2 separate regions of the Oryctolagus cuniculus genome follow, and region 1 is linked to region 2. Evidence: chromatin contacts called from public Micro-C data. All regions are on one chromosome and are shown on one strand. The core of a region is the stretch at or near the end of the contact, and the rest is flanking DNA. Distances in the headings are between cores, read along the strand shown. Region 1 has its middle 30 kb from the start of SCCPDH. Region 2 holds the start of KIF26B (kinesin family member 26B).

Region 1 (5,152 bases), core at 1,401-3,900, 1.5 Mb before region 2:
CTTGATTAACTTCTCTGACCTAGAAGATGGGGTTGATGATACCTGAGAGAGAGGTCTTCCATCCGCTGGTTCACTCCCCAAATGGCCGCAATGGCCAGGGGTGGCCCAGTCTGAGCCAGGAGTGAGGAGCTTCCCTGGGTCTCCTACATGGGTGCAGGGGCCCAAACACCTGAACCATCTGCTGCTGCTTTCCCAGGTGCATTAGCAGGGAGCTGGATCAGAAGTGGAGCAGCTGGGACTTGAACCAGAGTCCATATGAGATGCTGATGCTGCAGAGGGCAGCTTTACCTGCTACGCCACAGCGCCGGCCCGGTGATACTTGCTTTTATTTTGGAGGACATGTCCTGCAGGGTTGAAGGACCAGGAGGCCTGAGTTCAGGTTCTGGCGTAGTGACTTGAGAAGTCACTGCATCTCCTTGCGTCAAGGTTTCTTCATCGCTCCTGTGGGGATATACACTTGCCTCACAGGACTAACAGAGACTTAAGTAGGGTGGCTTTCTAATCCCAGGCCTGTGACATGGTGTCGCGGTGGCTGCTGCTCACTCCTCACGCACACTGCACTTGCTGCCAGGAACAGACTGCAGCCGTATATTCTCTTACTTCTTGTGAACGTTATGTTTGTTGGCCTTGTCTCCACAACAAGATGTTAAACTTTATAAGGTCATGGATCATGTTGCCTAGCACCACGCCCAGCACACACTAAGCACAGAACAAACAGTTCTCTGTGCCAAGTACCAAGGCTGGGAAACCCGGATCCTGGCACTTTTATGGATTCGGCCAACATTTGAAGAGCTATGTTCAGGCTCATCACGTCTAGGACTCTTGCCTTTTTAGGATTTAAACTATCTGTGTGGGGCCAGCACTGTGGCATAGCAGGTAAAGTCGCCGCCTGCAGTGCCAGCATCCTGTATGGGCACCGGTTAAAGTTCCGGCTGCTCCACTTCCAATCCAGCTCTCTGCTGTGGCCTGGGAAAGCAGTAGAAGATGGCCCAAGTCCTTGGGCCCCCGCACCCACGTGGGAGACCTGGAAGAAGCTCCTGGCGCCTGGATTCAGATCAGCTCAGCTCTGGCTTTTGTGGCCATCTGCGCGGAGTGAACCTGTGGATGGAAGACCTCTCTCTCTCTCTCCCTCTCTACTTCTCTCTCTCTTTCTCCCTCTCTCTCTCTCTCTTTCCCTCTCTCTCTCTCTCTTTCCCTCTCTCTCTCCCTCCCTCTCTGTAGCTCTGCCTTTCAAATTAATAAATCTTAAAAAAAATAAGTATGTGAGCCTGCCACAGAGCCTGTATATGAAACAACTGCACAGAGCTTTTTTTTTTTTTTTTTTTTTTTGACAGGCAGAGTGGACAGTGAGAGTGAGACAGAGAGAAAGGTCTTCCTTTGCCGTTGGTTCACCCTCCAATGGCCGCCGTGGCTGGCGCGCTGCTGCCGGCGCACCGAGCTGATCCAGAAGCAGGAGCCAGGTGCTTCTCGTGGTCTCCCATGGGGTGCAGGGTCCAAGCACTTGGTCCATCCTCCACTGCACTCCCTGGCCACAGCAGAGAGCTGGCCTGGAAGAGGGGCAACCAGGACAGAATCCGGCGCCCCGACCGGGACTAGAACCCGGTGTGCCGGCGCCACAAGGCGGAGGATTAGCCTATTGAGCCACGGTGCCAGCCACAGAGCTCTTTTGAACAACCATCCTCAGGTTCACAAAGCTACACGTGGGAGAAACGGGATTTGAGCCTAGGTCTTTCTGAGCCTGGAGCTCTTGCCCATGACCATGACACCACCCTGTCTCCCTGGTAGTGCTGCCCATGCAAGCACTTCACAGCACAATTGGCCCATATTAAGTACTCAATACAAGGCGGCTCTCTTCTTTCTGTCGAGACTGCTGCTTGGGGCACCTGCATTGCACACTGGAGTGTCTGGGATGGCGTTCTGCCTGGGCTTCTGATCCTGCTTCCTGCTATTGTGCCTTGGAGGTAGCAAGTGATGGCCCAAGTACTTGGGTTCCTACCACCTATGTGTGAGGCCCAGATGGAGTTCTGGGCTCCTATCTTTGGCCTGGCCGAGCCCCAGCTGTTACAGACATTTGGAGAGGAAACCAGTGGAGATGCAAGATCTCTCTGTCTCTCTGTCTGTCTCTGTCTTTTCCTATCTCTGTCAATCTGGCTTTCAGATCCATCTGTCAATCAGTTTGTTTTTTAAACAGAAGTGTATTGGTGAGTTGGTCTCTGCACCCGTGCAGGGGAACAGAGTGCATGTAAAAGCTCATCCCTGCCCTCTGGTGATCCTAATGTGCTGCAGAGAAGCCTCACGGAGCTGGGGCCTTTCCAGCAGAGCCTCTGGAGGAAGGCTGAGTTTTAGGCCACACGTGAGAAGGGGGCATTGAAGTGCCTCATCCAAGCACGCGGAGCCCCCTGCCACGGTGTCACCTCCCACATTCCTGGGAGAGCTGCTCCCCCGGGGAGGGCACAGGAAGGCAAGGAGAGGACCTGGACGCTAAGCCTGGTGTTCCCCGGGGACAGATGCCTCTGCGTGTGTTCCCTGTCCCCATGCTGAAACCCTCAGCCTATGACCCATCCGTGGAGAGGGACACTCTCAGCCGAGGCCTGGTGTCTGAGAAACAGCAGTGTGCGCCTGCCACAGGGCCTGCGTATGAAACATGCACAGAGCTATTTTGAGCCACCACCCTCAGGAATCCTGATCTCCCCACTTACATAACTGGAACGAGGTCACCAAGTACTCCCAGCAGTGTCAGAAGAAATGCCTCGTCGGGGGAGGGCACCAACTCCGGAGTCACAGAGAGGAGCCCTTCCTTCGCCCTGGGTTAATCCATCTACATCCAAGGGACAGCTGAGGACAGGAGAGACGTGGACAGGAACTACGTGGACCAAGCACTTTCTTTTAAAATTAGCAAGGCCACAGAAGAAAGGTGAAATCACCAGATCCTCCGGTTCTGGCTTTGGTAATATGCTGCCGATGGTAGCCATGGAAACCAGCAGAGGTGTCAAATCTTAGCTCTCACAGTCAGAAGGGAACCTGAAGTTATTCTGATCCGGGTGTTTTCTTCCTAAATAGAAACTGGATTAAACCTAACCGGGCCGCAAGCTTTCCCCCGCTGCCTGCCTTGGAATGTCTCAGTTTCTTTCTTTCTGATTACCCAGAACCTAGTCATGCATCAGGATTCGATTCTGCTGGTCTGTGAAGTGTTAAATGAGCCTGGGTTAGGTAAGAAAAGGAGAGAAACTGACAGCGGGCATTCATCACCCTATGTGGGCGGGAGGCCTGAGATGTCCTGACGGCATTCAGGGGCTCACGGGGGTGTTCAGTATCTCTGCATCGTGGTGGCCGCCACAGCCCGAGCCGCGTCCTTGGCAGGGACTCTGACAGTAGGCAGTTCTCACATTCATCCAGCTTCCGTGCGAGGAAGAGAGGAAGTTGGCTTCAGGATGAAAAAAAAAAAAAATCCCAGATGGCTCCTGGGAGCCTCAGCTTGGAACCGCTGAGGGCAAGCGTGTGAGGTGGGACTGGCGAGGCTGGGGTGAGGAGCGGCCCGCGGGGATCATGAGTGGTGTGGGCAGCAGCCGCTCCCTGCACACACAGGTCCTCTGCCCAAGCGCCTCCGCGGCCTCATCAGTACGTGCCTCAGACACCAGGTGTTGCCAAGGCTCTGAAAGGCGACTTCTGTCTCGGGTGTGCGTCCGGCTAGCAGCAGAACCACCGTTCCTTCTGGGTCTGACCAAGCGAGAGAAATCACACAGTAGTTCAACCAGAGAAACTTTAATAAAAAGAATTACTAACTATAAGGGTGCAGGATTGAGAGATTGCCTGGTAAGAAATAAAGAGAACTCTAATGACTATGGAAAGAATGGATCCAAGAGCCACCCTGAGGCTGAAAGACAACACCCAGGGAAAATCCCCAGACCCAGACCCAGCTCTGTGCAGACAGGATCGAGATGTTGTGCTGGTGGAAATCTGCCCTCTGAAGTGCTAGAGACAGCTGTCCACTGGGGAGGTGTCCGCATCACTAGACAGGGAGCAGTAGAGGAGGGGCACTGGCTAGGGCAGGGGGAAGCCATCTGCTGGCTGCAGCTGGCCGCTGACCCTTGCAGGAGCTGGATGCTGGCAGGCCTGCCCAGTGAGCACCCCTGAGTCAGGAAGCAAACAAGCCTCCATTCCTTCTGCAGGGCCCCCAGTGCCCTCAAACTTCAGTGCCAGCCCAGGCCGCGCAGGAGAATGTGTCTGCAGGCCCAGACCCATCTTCACAGAGCAGTGCAGAAGGGCGAACCTGAAGTGCAGAGCCCAGAAGCTAACAAGCTGCCCTGTGTCTGAGACAACCACTCTCCTTTCGGAAATAGACAGAGGCGCGCTGAAGGGACCAGTGAGTAGAATTTAGCACCTGTTCTGTGCTGTGCTTAGATTTGCATTGCATGGAAATCAGGTGTGGTGGGAAGTTTCTGAAGAGCCCTGTGACTGTGGAGAAAAGCTCTTCCCCACAAAGACTCCTGTTAGATACTTTAACATCACTGTGTAGCAACGTGTGCTTCCTCTCTGGTAATTAAGGAAATGAAATCTAAAACGACTTCAGGGGTGGATGGTTGGGACACCGGCATGCCGGAGGCAGCAGGCAGTGACTCAGGTACTTGTTCCCGACACCCATGTGGCAGACCCATGAGTTCCAAGTACCTGGTTTGCTCCTGGCTTTGACCTGGCCCAGCCCCAGTTATTGTGGGCATTTAGGGAGTGAACCAATGGATGAAAGATCGACCTCTCTCTCCCTGCCTTTCAAATAAAATGAAAATAAATGAAATTATTTTAAAGATCAAGTCAATGTATACATATTTTAAAGATTGTTGGACCCTCGGAGTGAGGATACTAACACGTCGAGAGGCACACTCCAAAGACTCAGAGTCCAGACCAGCTGATGCAAAAGCAAGAGGATTTATTCAGCGTCTGCACAGACCAGCCTCCTGAACTCAGGAGTCCAGAGAGCGCCCCCAGCACAAAGCCACATGGTTTATATACCCGCAGCGACCAATCAAAAGCACTATAGAGTCCGTGCACACAGCAGTCCAATCCGTGAGCTGATCATGTGAAGGGCATGTGTCTTATCCAATCAGCTACGGGATCACATGGGAGGCCATGCACACAGCAGTCCAATCCGTGAGCT
Region 2 (4,927 bases), core at 1,264-3,763:
GGTCAACGTGCTCGACGCGCAGCCGGCCGCCACCTCTTAGTGGTCCTCAGATGGACACAGACAGTATGGGGAAACGCTCCCCTCCAGGTCTTCGCAAGGGATCGCAGGTGGGGGTGGGGCGGAAAGGCCAATGGGCGGCCCGCAGCCCCGCGTCGGGGACCGCGGGACGAACCCCGGGGGCGCGCCCCGTCAGCTGCAGGACCGCCTGGCGGCGGGGGGGGGGCGCGTAGGGTCGCCCGGAGCCAGCACCCCCAGGGGTGTGGAGCAGCCGCCAGCGCCAGCGGGGCGCGAGGTCGCGGCGGGCCCGGCAGCTGCGGTGCGGGGCGGTGCGGGGCGGTGCGGAGCCGCTGGCGCCCACCCCGGGTCGCGGCTCACCCGGCGCCTCCCTCCCGGCCGCGCCCCCCGCGCCGCGGCGCTCACCTTGCCGGGGAAGGGCCCCGGGAGGAGCAGCTTCAGGGCTTGCCTCTTCAGCTCCACCAGGCGGGCGTTGCAGTTCTCGCACCAGACGCCGCGGTCCGAGCCGGGGGAGGAGCCGCCGCCGCTGCCCGAGCCCGGGGAGCCCGTGCCGAAGCCCGGCGAGCCGCCCAGGGAGCCCGGCGAGCTGGTGCCAATGCCCGGGGAGGCGGGGCCCGGGGAGCCCGTGAAGGAGCTCGGGGACGAGGTGCCCGAGCCGGGGGACGGGGTCCCGGACGAGCCGAGCGCCGAGCCCGCGCCCTCGGGGGTGGGCCGGCTGCCGGCGCGCGACTCCTCATACGCTTTCCGGTACCAGCTCTCAGGGGAGAAGGGCGCCGCGGGCTTGGTGGGCGAGCAGACTTCATTCACCTGCGGGCGAGACACGCGGCGTCAGGAGCTGCGGGGCGGTTGCTCGCGCGCACCGGAGCTGGCCCGGCTGGGGGTGCTCGCCCGCGGGGGCACTCAGTCGCCGCCGAGGGTCTGGCGAACGCCCAAGGGCGCCGCTTCGGGAGCGCTCTAAGGCCTGCGGCCAAACAGTCCTGCCTCCATCTGTGTCGCTAACTGCCCCCAAGTGAGTCCCCACCGCCCGAGTCACCCCTTGCGCCCGTCCCCGGTCGCCGGCGGACTCCTCTGGGGTCAGGAGAAGGGCTCGTTGGGGGACTAGGGGGGTGGCACCCAGCCGTCTCTGCAGGGGGAGGCCGCAGATTGGGCGCCCCGCGCTTTGGAACCAGGCACCCACCCAAGCGAGAGCCCAGGATAAAAGATCTCCGAAGACCCTTCGCGGGGCGGGGGAGACGGTGATCTGGGGGCTTTTTTATTCACTCGGGCGCAAGCCCTCCGTATCCCGCAAGTCACAGGAGGGGTCTCCAGGCTCCAGGGAGACGACCCGAGGAACCGCAGAGAATCCACGGGAGACCCTTCCCCTCGGGCTTAACTCTGCCTGGAAGTCCAGGAATGCTGCAAAAGTTCCCGGTGCCGGGATGAGGCAGGGACCAGAGGACGCGGAGCACTGCGAGAGCGAGGCGAGCGCGCACGGCCCGGCGGAGGCGCAGCTGCCGCGGGAGCAGGGCTCGGGGCCGCGCGCTGGCCACCGGCGCGCGGGGCCGCACGTCCCGGGAAGGGGCCGGCCGGCCGGGATGGGCCTGGAAAGGCGTCTCCGCGCCGTGCCCGGCGCAACTTACCCCGTATTTCTTGCCCCTGCTGGAGACCGCAAGCCTCTCTTTATTCCCAGCTACGGAATTCATCGTGGCTTCTCCGGAGCAGAGCGTCTCGGGGTTCCTTCCAGCACGGCTGCATCCAAAGGGGGAGGGGGGTCTCGAGACCCAGACGCGCCCCGGGTTGCAGGGGGTTGTTCTTGGCCCGCAAGTCAAGGTTTCCTAGCCGGGGGGAGGGGGCATAAAAGCCAAGTCACGGGAGCAGTGAGGCTGCGGGGAGGGTGGAGGTGGCCGGTTATTCTTCTCTTCCGATGCGTTTCATCCTCGCGCCGTGCCTCCTCCGGGCACGCGTTCTCTGCCGGCAGTCACAGCCAGACGGCCGGCCTATTCCTCGGCCCCGCACCGGGAAACGCAGGGGTGCGATCCAGACTCGCAGCCCCGCAGGACGCCGGCGAGCCCGGGCCCCGGCCGGCGCGTGAACTCCGTCCGCCCAGCCCGCGGGGGGTGGGGGTGGGGGTGGACTTGTCTCCTTCACCGAGCGCGGTAACTGAGTTCAAAAGAAATTCTCCCAAAATATAAAGATCCAGGCTCGGGGAGGAGCCTCGGCGTGTCGCCGAGCCAATATGCGCCGGCCCGCTTCGCCTGACAGTTGCGCGAGGGCAGGGAGAGGGGCGGCTCCGCGTGGCCCGCGCCGTCCGCGGTCAGCGCGCGCGTGTGCGCCCGGCTGCCGCGCCGAGCCCCGGGAGCCGCGGCCCCGCCACCCGGGGGCCCGCCGCCTGCCTGCCGCCGCCGCCGCCGCCGCCGCGCCGGCCGGGATCCATTTTATGCCGCGGCGCCGCTCCTGCCTGACATTGCGCGACCGAGCGCTGGGGCGGGGGTGGGGTCATAAATCCCGCAGGGTGCGGGGAAGTTGCTGGCTGGCAGCCCGCCCGCCGCCCGGGGCGCTGGTGACCCCGCGCTGCGCCCGCCGGGGACTGCGGGGCAGCGCCGAGCGAGCGCGGCTGGACGGAAGTGCTGCGCCCGAGCCGCCCCCGCCCCCAAATTCTTTCTCTTCCTGGCGAGGCTTGCAGGTCTGCCTTTGAACCGCCGCGTGAAAGGGACTGAGTCACAAACAAGTCCGCAAACACACCGGGGCCTCCCCCCCGCCCTTTGTTCTCCGAGACCTGCCCTCCCGCACCCCCAGCCCCGCGCAGCGCCGCGGCCCCTGGCGCCCCGCCCGCAAGCTGCGCCTCGCCGCGCCGCCCCGGCCTGGGACAGGTGGGCCCGGAGACCCCCCGCGGGCCGCCGCCGAGCCGAGGACACGCAGCGCGGACGGCGCGGGCCTGCGCAGGGGGTGTGGCGCGCGAGCTGGCTGCGGCCGCCGCGTGCCGGGGGCTCGGTGCTCACCAAGCCCGCCGCCTCCCGCACCCGGGCCCCGCAGTCGTCGCCCCCTCGGCGGTCGCCGCGCCCCGCCCCGGAGCGATCGGCGGAGGCTAGGCGCCACACGTGGCCGCGCCGGGGCGTCATTTTTTCATCTCCCAGGAGGACATTTCTCTTGGCGAGCCGGCAGGTCCGTTTTGTCGTGACCTTTGATTTAACACCCTCGAGACGGCCCCGCGCGGGCCCGGGGATCACGTGGGACGTAGTGGCATCTCCACGCCCGGGAGCCGTGGCCCAGCGCGGCCAGGGCGCACGGGATGGCCGGGGCTGCGCCGCCGCCGGCCTCCTCCTGCCACAGGGAGGAGGCCCGTGGAGCCGGGAAGAGCGGCCATCGCAGATCGGGAGCCCAGGGGCGACGCCGCCCCGGCTGCCTTCCGCGGGGAGATTCGCGCCGCGCCTCCCGGCGCCGCAAGCCCCCGCGTGGGAACATTTCACAGCTACCCAAGCGCGGTAAAGAGACCAAAATGAAAAGCCCGACAACACTGTGGAAGTTCCCATCGCATTCCCACTTGCACCGTGAACGCCAGCCTCTCAGTAGAGGACCCGAGTGGGGGGCAGGTACACCTCCCCGCCGCGCGCGCCGCCGCCCAGCCACATCTGTATTCCGCCAAGACGTCGTGCCAAACACTCTGGCCATGAGCGGCGAGCGTGGTCCGGCCCCAGGGACCAGCCAAAGAGGGGGAGCCCGTGTGGGCAAGGCCCGAGTGTGGAGGGGGAGCCGCCGCGGAGCTGCGCTGCGCCGCGCTGCGCACCTTGGAGACCCGCGAGCCCAGGGCTGGGCCCATCTGCATCCCCCAGCAGCCGGGGCCCAAATGTGCGTATTGGCGGGCTCGGAGCGCCCTCTGTTGCCGAAAGGGTAGGACCGCAGGCCCGGCGATAGGGATTCCAGGGTTTTTCAAGTTGATGGAGACGTTATCTGCGGCGACACGAGCTCAGGTTCAGTGTTCAATTCTGTAGATTTACACAAGTGGGTGCTCGCCGTTAAGCTGCTTCCTCAATAGAGAGATACATGTCCGTCGTCCCCTGTCTCTCCCCTGGCAGTCTCCACCCTTCATAAGCAGCCACTGTTCTCATTTCCAACCCCATAGATGAGTTTTGACTGACCTTGGTTTTTGTTTTTATCCATAGAATCCACGTAGGATAACTCTTGTGTTTGGATTTTTTTTCATTTAATATAGTTTTTTTTCTATTTAAAAAATATTTATGCCGGCGCCGCGGCTCAATAGGCTAATCCTCTGCCTGCGGCACCAGCACCCCGGTTTCTAGTCCCGGTCAGGGCGCCGGATTCTGTCCCGGCTGCTCCTCTTCCAGTCCAGCTCTCTGCTGTGGCCAGGGAGTGCAGTGGAGGATGTCCCAAGTACTTGGGCCCTGCACCCGCATGGGAGACCAAGAGAAGCACCTGGCTCCTGGCTTTGGATCAGCGCGGTGCACCGGCCACAGGGGCCATTGGGGGGGAGTGAACCAACGGCAAAGGAAGACCTTTCTCTCTGTCTCTCTCTCTCACTGTCCACTCTGCCTGTCAAAAAAAAGTTTATTTATTTGAAAGAGTTACAGAAAAAGAGAGAGGGAGAGAGAAGAGAAGTCTTCCATCCACTAATTCACTCCCCAAATGGCCACAACAGCCAGAGTTGGGACAGGTGGGAAGCCAGGAGCCAGAAGCTTATTCCTGGTCTCCCACATGGACGCAGGGGCCCAGGGACCTGGGCCATCTTCCAGTGCTTCCTCAGGCCACAGCAGAGAGCTGGAGTGAGCAGCAGGGACATGAGCAGGTGCCCACATGGGACGCCAGCATCAAGAGCAGTGGCTGTATCCACTACATCACAATGCCAGCCGAGTAACAGATTTTTTTTTTTCATTTCAGGTTGTTCCTAGCATGGATCTGGCTTCTGTTTGTATGCTCG

The links. A called contact is a pair of places that touch in the nucleus more often than the background predicts.
Region 1: a Micro-C map of ear pinna shows a contact between it and region 2, with 8 times the contacts expected there. The contact joins the enhancer-like site here to the promoter of KIF26B in region 2. A contact is called at or near these places in 2 of 6 Hi-C or Micro-C datasets (ear pinna and an unstated tissue).

Annotation. Positions count from the first base shown.
Region 1 is chr13:66,618,044-66,623,195 of mOryCun1.1, reverse strand. No RefSeq gene overlaps it. Among named protein-coding and RNA genes, the nearest start is that of SCCPDH, 30 kb to the left of the region's middle. Within about 2 kb of position 2,650, at least 2 of the 8 cell types and tissues checked have an H3K27ac peak or open chromatin away from gene starts, as enhancers often do. A contact at or near this core is called in ear pinna, where this site is marked.
Region 2 is chr13:65,144,233-65,149,159 of mOryCun1.1, reverse strand. KIF26B (kinesin family member 26B) reads right to left here and starts at 2,513. Exons shown (of 15, transcript XM_051820805.2): 1 at 1,635-2,513; 2 at 421-822. The coding sequence starts at 1,697.